2 separate regions of the Mus musculus genome follow, and region 2 is linked to region 1. Evidence: chromatin contacts called from public promoter capture Hi-C data. All regions are on one chromosome and are shown on one strand. Each heading gives the region's core, a stretch centred on a gene start, on an enhancer-like site or on the middle of the called end of the contact. The rest is flanking DNA. Distances are from core to core; before and after follow the strand shown.

Evidence for each region. Promoter capture Hi-C pulls out the DNA fragments that hold promoters and counts their contacts.
Region 2: a contact with region 1 is called in a promoter capture Hi-C map of hippocampal neurons, with 3 times the contacts expected there. The contact joins the promoter of Sacs here to the enhancer-like site in region 1. A contact is called at or near these places in 3 of 39 promoter capture datasets (hippocampal neurons, liver and pre-B cells) and 1 of 115 datasets of contacts at active chromatin or transcription factors (embryonic stem cells).

What each region holds. Positions count from the first base shown.
Region 1 is chr14:60,453,799-60,460,504 of GRCm38.p6, reverse strand. No RefSeq gene overlaps it. Among named protein-coding and RNA genes, the nearest start is that of Amer2, 79 kb to the right of the region's middle. Within about 2 kb of position 3,559, at least 2 of the 459 cell types and tissues checked have an H3K27ac peak or open chromatin away from gene starts, as enhancers often do. A contact at or near this core is called in hippocampal neurons, where this site is marked.
Region 2 is chr14:61,133,902-61,140,352 of GRCm38.p6, reverse strand. Sacs (sacsin) reads right to left here and starts at 1,896. Exons shown (of 10, transcript NM_015788.2): 1 at 1,582-1,896.

The DNA.
Region 1 (6,706 bases), core at 2,310-4,809:
TGTGGGATCTTGGCAGAGCCCCTGACCATACAGATAGCACAAAGGTCACCTAGACCATCAGCCATCTTTGGTCCTGCTATGGGAGCTTGGTATGGCCTGGCCCTACAGACAACACAGATCACTAGGCTATTGAACACATCCATTTCCAGCCTTCTGGGTGGAGAAACTGGATGTACATCTCTCACACTGAAGAGACAAGCCTCCCTACGTGTTCAACATTCTTGTTTTCCTTTGTGTCTGTTTGTGAACGCAAGGACCTTTGTTCTCCTAGCACGTGAACACTCTGTGTTGAAATGTGTTGTAAATATAACTTTCACACTTGATTACCAAGACATAATTTAAAAAAATAACTTAAATGATTAATTAATTTTATATTAATTACACGATAAAATAATTTTCCTTTGAATGAATTCATTAAGAATGTTATAACTATTAATGTTGGTTGTTATAAATGATTAAATTTTTTTTACTTGTTTATTTATTTGTGTGTGTGTGTGTGTGTGTGTTTTGTCAACTTGACACAAGTTAGGGTCATCTGGGAAGAGGAAACCTCAGTTGAGAAAATGCCTCCATTGATTGGCCTGTGAGCAACTCTGTGGAGCCTTTTCTTGATTAGTGGTTGGTGTGAGATGGCCCATCTGATTATGGGTGGTAACACCCCTGGGCAGGTGATTCTGAGCTGTATAAGTAAGCACGCTGAGAGAGCCATGGCGAGCAATCCAGTAAGCAGCACTCCTCCATGGCCTCTGCTTCAGTTCCAGCCTCTGGGTTCCTACCTTGAGCTCCTGCTCTGACTTCCTTGATGGTGAACTGTGACATGGAAGTGTAAGAAGAAATAAACCCTTCCCTCCCCAAGTAGCTCTTGATTATGGTATTTATCACACAGTAGAAAGCAATGAAGACATCAATATATATATATATATGTATATATGTATATATATACATATACATATGTATATGTATATGTATGTATATATATATATATGTGTGTGTGTGTGTGTGTGTTTTGAGATAGGATTTCTCTGTGTAGCCCTGGCTGTCCTGGAACTCACTCTGTAGACCAGGCTGGCCTTGAACTCAGAAATCCACCTGCCTCTGCCTCTCAAGTGCTGGGATTAAAGGCATGCGCCACCATTGCCCAGCACCATCTATATATTTTTAAAGGTATTATTCATAATACATAAAGAAATTTCATCTGATAAGAAACAGTTTAGACAAAAACACTGTCAGTGTCCTGGCCAGTGACATCCTGAGTCTGTTCCCCTGTGGACCTCTTGCCACCAGGATGAGTATTGGGTGGTATTGGTTATCATTTTCTTTCAGTAGGAGGTCCTTTTCTTTTTCTTTTTCTTTTTCTTTTTCTTTTTCTTTTTCTTTTTCTTTTTCTTTCTTTTTCTTTTCTTTTTTAAAGGGTACCACACATTACTTTTAAAGGTATTTATTATTTTATGTTTTAAAAAACATTTATTTAATTGCTTTTACTTATGTGAATGTGTGTGAGAGTTTTTGCCATGTGTGCAGGTCCATGGAGGCCAGAAATGGTTGTCAGATCCCCTGAAGCTGGAGTTACAGGCAGTTGTGAGCTGCCTAGCATGGTTGTGGGGAACCAAATTCTGGCCCTCTGGAAGAACAACACATGCTCTTAATTTCTGAGCCATGTCTCCAGGTTCCCCACCACCACCACACACACAGAGTATTTACTTTTTAAAACTGTATCAGTATGCACACAACTGAAGTTACTACCATTGTTCACTGTTTATAAGTGTGGAGTTTGAGGAAATAAGTTCAACTGCCTTGTGTGCTGTCCTTGCCACCATCCTGAGCTAGAACTGCACATTCCCCAGCCCCAGTAGCCACTCTGTCCCTCTGAACTTATACTAGGAGGCCAATCCTACTTGAAAAAAATAATATATTGCATTTACCAATGTGGCTTCCCACAAGTCTTCACAGTGATGATTGCTCCCTATAACAGCTGTTGAGTCAAGTGGTAGGTTCTAGATTTTTCACACCATCCATAGTGCTTTTTTTAACGTGCTTTTTATTTGTTTGTTTGTTTTTAATACTGTATTGTACTATATAGCTCAGGCTAGCCTCACACTTGTGACCCTTCTGTCTCTGCCTTTGAAGAGTGGTAACTATAGAGATTTGCATATGGCCTTGTGTACACGTCTTGGTGAGCATTAGATGTGGACAATATTTACTTGGGGTGGCTTCTTTTAACATGTTTTAGCATTGACGGAACTGGACAGCTGACAGAGAAATGTTAACTGGTTGGTGTCATCTTCAGCAGTCCTGTGATATGATTGCATGTGACACTCACTCTCTGACAGAGCCTCAGGCTCTCGCTTTCAGAGGCTGCCCTGTCATTTCATGGACTGGCCTCTTCATAGATATCACTTCCCATCACCCACCAACTGGCACAGGGTACCACTGGCTAGGACAGCTCTAGAAAGGGGCCATGGCAGTGCACACTAACAATGCTGATAAGCCTCTCTGGGTGCCAGGAGAGGTGGCGAGGGAGGGACATAAGGAAATCTCATCTATCAAAGCAGGAGGTCAATGGTGGCTGACGACTGGATAAAACAAGAATTAACATGCCCAGTTGTCATTAGAGAAAAACAAAGACCAGGCATACTGACAGCCACTAAGTGATAGCCTCTGTGGGTGGGGCCAAGCACAGCTTCTGGCCAATCAGAGTTTTAAAGCTGTGTGCTTGTTTATTTTGGTCTCACCTAACTAACTAGTAACTATCATATAATCGTTAAATATTGCTGGATTCATAATAGCTATCTTGCTTATATTTCTTATAAATATGATTCTGTATAGGCCTGACATTCTCAATGAAAAAAAATAATAATTTCTACATTAGCAGACATATACTGGGAAATACCTCAGAAAAGGTAGAGAAATGTTTAGGAAAAAAATAAAATGAAAATTATCTTTCTCCTTTCTACTTTATTAACATACACTTTATGTGTGTTTTAATATGTTCCATGTACTGTTTAATATGTATTTCTATATATTTTCTGTATTTATATTATTTCATACTATATTATTACTTACAACACAATAAGTAATTATGCTATAATGTAGTTATATAAAATGCACAATAAATATATGCTTATAAGCATAATTAACATGTTAATAATAGATTATTGTATACAATACATTTTAATAAGATCAGACAGAATCCCTATGTCTACTGTGGGTTTTATATGCATAAGTATTTAACCTTAATATTGGAACCTAATGTAGCTAACATATTTAAATAATTGACAAAATAATTCTGTTCACGGAAACCCTTTTACAAAAGTCCAGTCCTGCAAATAATTTAAAAATTAAATGTATGCCTAGCTTTTCAGGAATGCAGCTGTCATTTCAAGGATGTGGGCTTGTACACAGCACCCCTAAGAAAGGTGCGATTACTTAAAAATGGGTGAGAGCTTTCTGCCTCATTAATGGTTGCAAACTGTTCTTTCTCAGACAGGCAGCAGAACCAGCCTGTTTCCATGTATAAACTCACGGGAGAGCAGATCCGGAGAGGGAGCCGAGTCTCCTCCCCTGCAGATGCCGAGGTTTGAGTGCACGCTCGGCAGGAACAGAATGCAGAGAGACTCGTCAAGGCCAGACTTCTTAAAGACCTGGATAGGAAATTGGTAACTTCATCTTCCAGTTGCAATCCTGTGTCCTGGGTCAGTCATGCTCTCGAATGAAGACTAAACAGTAAATTAATTGTGGTGATTCAGGCTTTTAATCCCAGCGCTCGCAAGGTAGCAGGTGGACCTGTGAGTTCCAGGCCAGCCTGTTCTACACAGCAAGCACCAGACCAGCCAAATCTACAAAGAGAGACCCACTCTTAAAAAAAACAAAAACAAAAACAAGGGGTTAAGAGATGACTCAGAGGTTAAGGCCACTGACTGCTCTTCCAAAGGTCAATTTCCAGCAACCTTTATAAGAGTTGTGGTGGTGGGTGTTGTGCCACTATTGTACCAGGGTATCATACAGGCAGTCACCACTCTAAACCTTGGGATTCATAGCTGGGTTGGTAGGTTTTGTCTAGCACTGTGCAACTTACCTTCAAGTGCCATAAACACTACTAGTCAGTAGGAGTGAAGGCTCTAGTTAGGCACCAGCTCAAAATTCTTCAACTATGTGTGTGTGTGTCTCTCTGTGTGTGTGTGTGTGTGTGTGTTGTTGTTGTTTCAGCAATAGGACCTTACCATCAGCTTGTAGAAAACAACCAATACACTTGGCAATGATCTAAGGTATTTAAGGATTTTTTCATTGGGGCCCTTTGGTCAACTACACAATGAGATGTAACCTACTCCTGGAGGTTTCCCTTTGTGTCATAAGATGTCTAGTTGTCATTGATTTCTTGCCTATGCTTTGAACAGCCCTCTTTACTCACATGTACTGTAACTATATAGTCCTCCCTTTTCTCTCTTTATCTACACCATCTCCAGAGCCTTGCTATCTCCACTTAACATTGTGGAGCATCAGTGCACACAACAGAGCCTTGGTATTTGCTTAGGTTATAAAATACTGCACTGTGCCACACTCCTAGTAGGATTCACCCCACCAGCCCTCATTGGGTACTTGAAGAGTTGTTCCCAGTTTTCCGTCTGGAGGGTTTGCTTTTCCTTACAATGCTGCAGTAGAAATTCTGCACAGAAACAATTTTGAATGTGCAGAAACATTCATCGACTACATATCCAGGAATAGAAGAACTCAATCAAAAAATAAAGTGTTTGAGTTTGGACAGATGATGCCACTATTTTCCTTGGAGCTGGCTCAGGTTACAGTCTGACCAGCTGTGCTTGGCACAATCAGAAGGTCGCTGGAAGTCCGTATTACACCCCCTCCTTCTCCAGACAGAACACACTCTCTGATTAGGAGGCATCCATTTTTATGTCCAGAATTCCTTTGTGTTTCTTCTCTGTTATCTGTCTGTTCTTCTGGCCACTTTTCTATAGGACAGGCTGTCCCCTGTCTTGTGTGATTTCTAAGCACACATTATTTTATCCCCAGTTCATCCCTAGCATGTATCTAAGCTTCGGTTGGGTTATATGAATCTTTCCTTTTATTCACACTTACAGCAAACAAAGCAATTAAGAATATCTGTTGGCATTACATCTCTAAGTGTGAAGAACCGCCATCTTCAAGTTACCAAAACTTCTCAGCCAAGTGCACAGCTTTCTTCACTTTGTCCAGGGTTCTGTTGATTTCCTTGTATTATTCCTGTGCCTCTGTGATTTCTTGTTCAGTAATTCTAACAGATTTCTCGTTATCGCTATTAGCAGTGGACTATACTCAGTCAAATTTCCAGACAGAAACACATGACCCCACTTGATTGGGTAAGGTAGAGTCTACAAACATGTAACTAAGCAAGAAAATTCAGGGGCAGCTTGGCAGCTTTACACCAATCATCAGTGCCGGCCTCTCATCCTACACTGTGGCAGGAATGATTGAGGAAGAGGAGTTACAGTGACAGAGTCCACCAGAAAGGAGCTGTACCCATGGTTCAGGAACATGCTAGACTGCTGTGATCCCACCAGGGACCTCTGCATGGAAAAGGAGAGGAATACTGCGTCCGGTTGCTCACTAAGGAATGTGCTCCCTGCTTCTGGTTGCTCACTGAGGAATTTGCTCCCTGCTTCCAGTTGCTCATTCTGAGACCCTCTATTGCACTTCCCACTGCTCAAACTCCATACAAGGCAAGAACGTGAGCGAGTCCACTGACAGTACAACTATGTCTTCCTGGGCATGCAGCAGATGGAGTTAGTAGGAATAACGCTAGAGGCTAAACTGTGTCCAACTTGATATTCTTTTTTCCACAGAAACTACTGGCTGATATTTTATATTTGAAAGACATTTATTTTTACGTATTTTAAGGTGCAATTTTCATCCAGTAAACCTCAAAGATTTTAAGAGAATAATTCAATAATATTTATAATATATGCAGCTATGAACTCTCCACAAAAATGGAAATTTATGTGTGCTCCTTCGGGCCATCTGTCTTCCCCAACCTGGGCATAAGAAAACATTTTACCAGATTTGTTTCACTATAATTTAGTCTTTTATAAATTTTCATATAAATTTTTTGGGGGTCTGGCTTCTTTCATTTTACCTGAAAGTTTTGAGTTAATCAAAAAGTTTGTCATATGGCCATGCTTGGTGGCACACACCTTTAATCTCAGCACTCCAGAGGCAGAGGCGGGCATATCTCTATGAGTTCAAGGCCAGCCAGGTCTATATAGAGAATTCCAAGCCAGACAAAGCTGCATAGTAGGAACTTGTTTCAAACAAACAAACAAACAAACAACAAATTGACAAAGATGGCTGCACACACCAGAAATTTATTATGACATTTTGATAGTATCCTCCATGATCTGATGTGTGACCCTTTATTCTCAGTGAATAAGGTTGTGAATCGGGGGCTATCTTGATTGTTTCCAGTCTGGAACCACTAAAAATAATGTCACAGAGTCCTGCCTTCAGTGTTTGTATGTGAATCCATACATATTTGCTCTTTGCTACAGAACTAGCCAAATGGTGTGCATTTTCCATTACTTACTGGCTTTTTTCATGTGCTCTTTTGGAAAATGTCTGTTCAGTTTTTTGAAATAGTCGTTTGCCCTTTTATAAGTAAGTTCCCGTAGTTCTTTATATGTAGGACAAGGACCTTTGTTAGATATGTGCTTTACTT
Region 2 (6,451 bases), core at 647-3,146, 680 kb before region 1:
CCCTTCCCCTCAGAGAACAGCCCTATGGCAGCAAGGAAGTTCTAGCTCCGCATTCATAGGCCAAAGGTATGAGAACATTTAGCCCAAAGCAAAGGCTGTTTAAGAGGCACTCAGCCAAAAGTACATTTATAAATTCAGTTTTTGAGGGAACACTAATAAATGAAGCTATTTGGTGTGTTTCATAGATTGAGTGAGTAGATGTATGTGTGGTTGGATGGATGGATAGATGGATGGATGGATGGATGGATGGATGGATGGATGGGGTGGAATGGGTTGGAAATGAGTCAAATACTCACTAGCAACACACTGCTTAGTCTAAGCTAGCTATCTTCACAAACATTTGATGTCTCAATGATACCACCATCATCTGAGCAATGACCATCAGTGTCTTGGACAGAAGAGAAACTGAGGCACCAATTGTTAGCGACTTCTAAGGGGCTGTGGCAGGAAGGTCCAGTTGAGCTGACATTTGAGCACAGGGCTGCTGAGGGCCAGTCCGGCCCAAAGCAAAGGACTCCTGTCAGCTGTCCTTGTTCTTCAAAAGCTGTGACTGAGCTTTTCTTCTGACAGGAAGAACGGGAAACATCGGAACAGCGGTCAACGGTTCTTACTGCTGCTCTCACAGGATGAGCACAACAGCAGGGACGCAGGAAGATGGTGTAAGCTAGCTTGCTTCCTTTGAAAGGGACTTAGACAGAGTCTTAAGGATCATGGGTGCGGGAGGGAGCAGCTTGGGCAGCCAAAAGCCAAAAGCCAAGGATAAAGAAGACAAGGGACCACACAGAATGGGGCTAACTGTCAAGGCAAAGGAAAGAGAGCTGGTTAGTCTTCCGCAACACTCAGGGGATGTGAACATGAGAACCTCACACTGTCCTAGTTCTTACCTGGCTGCCAGTGGGTGCTTGTAAAACTCGTCATAAGACAAATAAATGGGGGCTGATCGTGAATTACTTCTGTACTGGTTGGTGCAGGAGTAAAGAGACCAATATGGGGTTGTGGCAGCTTATGCTTGGAAAACACCTGGAACCAGCCCCCATCCTGGCTGGTTCAAATGGAAGAGGCTTTTTACCATTTTCAGAGACACAGGGAGTAAGATTAAAGCTAAAATTATCAGCATATCAGCCTCAAAGGCAATACTCCCCACTGACCTTGTTTTAAGAAAAACGCAGGCAAGCAAAAAAGGACAGCAGAGTAGGAGAGAACTTTGCTAAAATCACAGAACTCTTTCTAAGAATTTAATTATTTCCTGGAATGAAATGAAATAAGGAGAATTTTTTTTTGTCATAAGGCTTTCGAGTATTATTAAATAAGGTAACTGAGAACTGGCTGGTTGAGAATATGAGGTTAAAATTAGAGCGATTGCAGATTAAGTAATAAACTATTCTGAGAATGCCACTGTATAAATACCAATAGTCCGGACCCCACTCTGCATAACAGCAGCGAACCCATTATGACCACTCTCTGCAACTTGGAGTGGAAATTAAAAAGACAAAGCCTGCAGTCAGAGCCCCTCTGGAACTAAGATGAGGAGGTAGAGCGGGACCCACCCTACCCAAGGATGCCAAGGTAGCAACTCCTCACCCGTGCGCTGTGGCACTACACGCCAGAGCTGCTCTGTCTTCCTTGGGGGCGAAGATGCAGAGGACAGTGGTCCACGGCCCAGCTGGAGCAGCAGCAGCTGTAGCAGCGACCGCACCACCCGGCTCCAGCGGGTCGCAACGCCCGATGTAGCTGTTCCTAGACTAGACGCAGTCCGCAGTCCGAGGGACCCTCAGAGTCTCACGGTGGCCATCATCAACCTGGTTGTCCGGCCTTTGTGTGCCTTTTGTACCAACAACAAACAAGTCCCAGCCAGCGTTACTGCCACTGCATTCAGCGCAGGGCCGGGAGAGTGCGGCAGTCACAGCTCCCCCTACCTAGCTCACTGCTCTCTTTTTTTAAATTAAAGAGATAGCATATCAGCTTCAAAGAATGCCATAATGCCACACACCCAGTGTTGTGGATCACTGAGGTAAAAAGTCACGATGGGAGCTTTATTATTATTTTTGTTGTTTTCCAGAGATTAATTTTATGGAAGGCATACGGCTTAAAACAAAGTCATTCCCCATAGAAGGTTGGTGCTAGGGGCTTGGTATGGGCCTCCTCAGCCCCATAAAGAGTTCTGAATAGACTCTGCCCGGTCTGAAGACAGGAGGATTAAGCGCTCAAGATCAGCCGCCTTTACATAGTGAGTTCAAGGATAGCTGGTCTCAAAATGGATGAATGGATGGATGGATGACAGACAGGTGATAGCCATATGATAGTAACAGCAGCACATGCCCAGATAAAACAGCATACACAGTGCCTTTGTTCATTGTCATTGTGGACATGAGATTCCAAATAAGTATCAAAAAATCAAAAATTCACTCAAAATGTGCTGTGTGTTGTAAAATGTTCTACAGTTGCAATCTGATGCCAGTGTTAATTCAGTGTTTCTGTCAGTTTAGTAATGGGGACACTGAGGCAATAAACCAGGGCACGGCATCTCTACGGCACCAAGCTTTGTGTGCAGCCCCGGTCCTCTGCCCTTGCGTGGGCTGTGCTCTAGTTACAGCATCAGGACCAACATCCTCCAGCATCCTATGAATGGGGAGTGTACACCAGCTAGAGCTTCAGAAGATTGGAGGCTCCTGTTTGCTGCACCCTTGGGGAAATTACCTAATTCAGCTCAGCCATACAGGCTCCAATGATGTCCCTGGGGAGAGGCACCGACTTCAGAAAGGGCAATCCACTTTGTCTGCTTTGCTGTAGTCTCGCCCTTCCCAGGGGACCACTGAAGATACCAAATCTAATAGCATTTCTTCCACACCACAGACTCCTATTAGTCATCCCTCGGAATCCATGGGAATTGCTTTCTTGAAGCTGCCAAAACCCAAAGATGCTCAAGGTCCTGATCTTAAAAGGGCATTAGAGAGCTGTGTTTGGAATGGCACAGTGGGCAAGGCCACTTTTTGCACAAACATGAGTACCTTAGTTCAAATGCCTAGTACCTACAACAAGTGTTGTGGGGCCGTGTGCCATAGCTCAATAATGTTAAGACAGGTAGAGTTTTCTGTCTCCTGAAGTCTCCCAGATCAGTAAGAGACCCTGTCTCAAGGAGATAAGACAGAGGTCTCCCACTGGCTTTGGAGTACACTCCTGTAAATATATATATATATATATATATATATATATATATATATATATATATATACATACATACATATACACACACAGTGTTGGTGGGGTGTAAATAAATAAATAAATAAATAAATAAATATATAAATGCTGAGGTTGCTATGCTAAACTGCAGCCAGGAAGAGAACTAGGTCCTTTGTACAAGAGGGCTGCCCCGCTAGAGGCAACTCTAAGCTCAGAGAACAGTGAAATCCAGGAGGCTGGGAGGGGTACCGAAGGTTGGAAAGAGAAAGGAATGATGGGACAAGAGCTAAAGTGTTGCCTTGAAAGGTAATTTGTAAGAGACACAGAAGGTAATCTTTAAAAAAAAATTTAAAAATTAGGCGAGATGGCTCAGCAAGTAAAGGTGCTTGCAGCCAAGCCTGGCCGTCTGAGTTCAATTCCCAGGACACACAGAATGGAAGAAGAAGTTAAAACCAATTCCTCAAAGTTGTCCTCTGACCTTTGCATATGCACTGTAATGCACACACACACACACACACACACACACACACACACACACACACGTACACACAATCAGCCAATCAACCAATTAGCACGTAAATGTAAAAGAAAATCTATTTTTTAAAAATCAAACTGCTTAATTTAAAGAAATTCTGCCACAGATTATGCAGTGTGACTCTTTTCAATTTAATGTTTTAAAACTCTGATTTCTCCTTTATACATTTGAAGTTAAGGTTCAGGATCATTCGAAATATGACACAATACTAATTATATTTAGGTTACATCTTGATTTTTTTTGTTTTTTGTTTTCTTTCTCTTTTTTATTAGATATTTTCTTTATTTATATTTTAAATGTTATCCCCTTTCCTAGTTTCCCCTCCAAAAATCCCCTATCCTCTCCCCCCTCCCCCTGCTCCTCAACCCACCCACTCCCGCTTCCTGACCCAGGCATTCCCCTCTACTGGGGCATAGAACCTTCACAGGACCAAGGGCCTCTCCTCCCATTGATGACCCAGTAGGCCATCCTCTGCTACATATGCAGCTAGAGCCACGAGTCCTTCCATGTGTTTTCTTTGATTGGTGGTTTAGTCCAAGGGAGCTCTGGGCTTATTGGTTAGTTCATATTGTTGTTTCTCCTAGGGAGCTGCAAAACCCTTCAGCTCCTTGGGTCCTTTCTCTAGCTCCTTCACTGAGGACCCTGTGCTCCATCTAGTGAATGACTGTGAGCATCCACTTCTGTATTAGTCAGGCACTGGCAGAGCCTCTCAGGAGATAGCTGGTACAACCACTCTGGAAATCAGTCTAGCAGTTCCTCAGAAAATTGGACATAGTTCTACTGGAAGATCCAGCAATACCATTCCTGGGCATATACCCAGAAGATGCTCCAACTTGTAATAAGGGCACATGCTTCACTATGTTCATAGCAGCCTTATTTATAATAGCCAGAAGCTGGAAAGATCCCAGATGCCCCTCAACAGAGGAATGGATACAGAAAATGTGGTACATTTACACAATGGAATACTACTCAATTATTAAAAACAATGAATTCATGAATTCTTAGACAAATGGATGGATCTGGAGAATATCATCCTGAGTGACGTAGCCCAATCACAAAAGAACACACATGATATGCACTCACTGATAAGTGGATATTAGCCCAGAAGCTCAGAACACCCAACATCTTGATGTTTTTCTGTCGCTGTAACAGAATATCCAAGAGTGAGTAATTTATAAAAGAAGCAATTACTTGGCTGGTTTCTGAGGCTGTAAAGAACATCACTCCGTGGTCCACCTGGCAAGGCTCTCTGCTGCTCTGGCTGGGGGTGGGGTGCACGGACCCCAGATGGCTCAAGCACAAAGGGGCAGAGCTCTCCACAAGAGAGAAACTTAACTGACCGACGGAATTCTGCCCCCACGACCCAAGGCCTCCACTAGGCGCCACTCCCAAGCTTCTTCATTGAGAACTGGAGGCTTGGTTTCTTTGGGAACAAAGTTTTCAAATCAGAGCAGCTTACAGAGCTTCAGTTCTTCCTGGTTGCTGTCCTAAAACGCCCTCCCGAAAGCAGCTTGAGGGAGAAAGGGTTTATCCTGGCTCACAGTTTGAGGCTGCAGTTTGCTGGGTCTCAAAGAAGCCTGGGCAAGGCTCCTTTGGTCCAGGTGACTCCTCCCTCAGTCCAGCTGGCTCCTCCCAGCACTTCTCCCCCTCCCCATACTCAAACCCTCCCCAGCCCAGGAACCGGGCTTCCACTTCTCTTGCCTGAATACCTCAGCCATTTTGGCTATGTGCTCTCTTGGCTCTTGGCTAGCTCCACTCCTAAATCTCTCTTGGCCCATGTGTATGCCCTTTCTCTTCCTCTTCCTCTTCACTCCTCCCCTCCCCTCCTCATGGCTCAGTTCAGCCTGGACCCTTCCAGATGCCTCTGGCTGCTCTTTCCCTCATATCTACAACAGACCTCCTCCTCAACCCTACCCAGAAGCAGTGATGTCGTCCTTTTCGCCCCAGTGCATCATGAAGGGGACGCCCTGGTGGTAGGGGATTGAGGCAGCTGCTCACATGGAATCTGCTGTCAGGAAGCTGAAAACAATGGATGAACAATGATATGCTTTCCCCTCTTAATGCAGTCTAGGACCCAAACCCAGGGAATGGTACCACCCCCTTAATTAACCTAATCCCCCTATCCCACCCCCTGCACAGGCATGACAAAAGGCTTGTGGCCTAGGTGATTCACAGCCCTGTCTGTTTGAGAGTAAATGCAACTGGGTGAGTATGGATAGGACTTTGTGCAGAATGCCCTCGTGACCCCTACCCTAATGGGCATCCCTGCACACATCATCTATCCCGTGTTGGCTGTCATTGTCCTGGGACAGGTGGCCTAACTGCAGAAGCACGGGTGATTCCAAATGCTTCTCCACTGCCTTTAATATACACCGTAACCACCAGAGGTCTGTTCAATGGACAGACCTCCCAAGAACTCTGGGGACAGATAGGAAGGACAATCCCAGGCTCAGCCCACATCTACCCTCACAGGTACTGGCAACCATTCACTCTTGGGACTTGGGCCATCCTTCATCTGGGTGTGCTGTTGGCAATCAAACATCTAGGCTTTTTCTTACCTGATGGCTATTATGTCATGCTGCTCACTACAAGGACACCACGGATGGGCATTTGTGTTTCAAGTCTTCTTTTAAAGGACTCAGAGCAAAGTATCCCATCTCAGTAGCCACATTATAATGTTGTTAACTGTTTCTCCACTGTCCTGCACTTCAGATAGATCATATTTCTTGGGGCTGG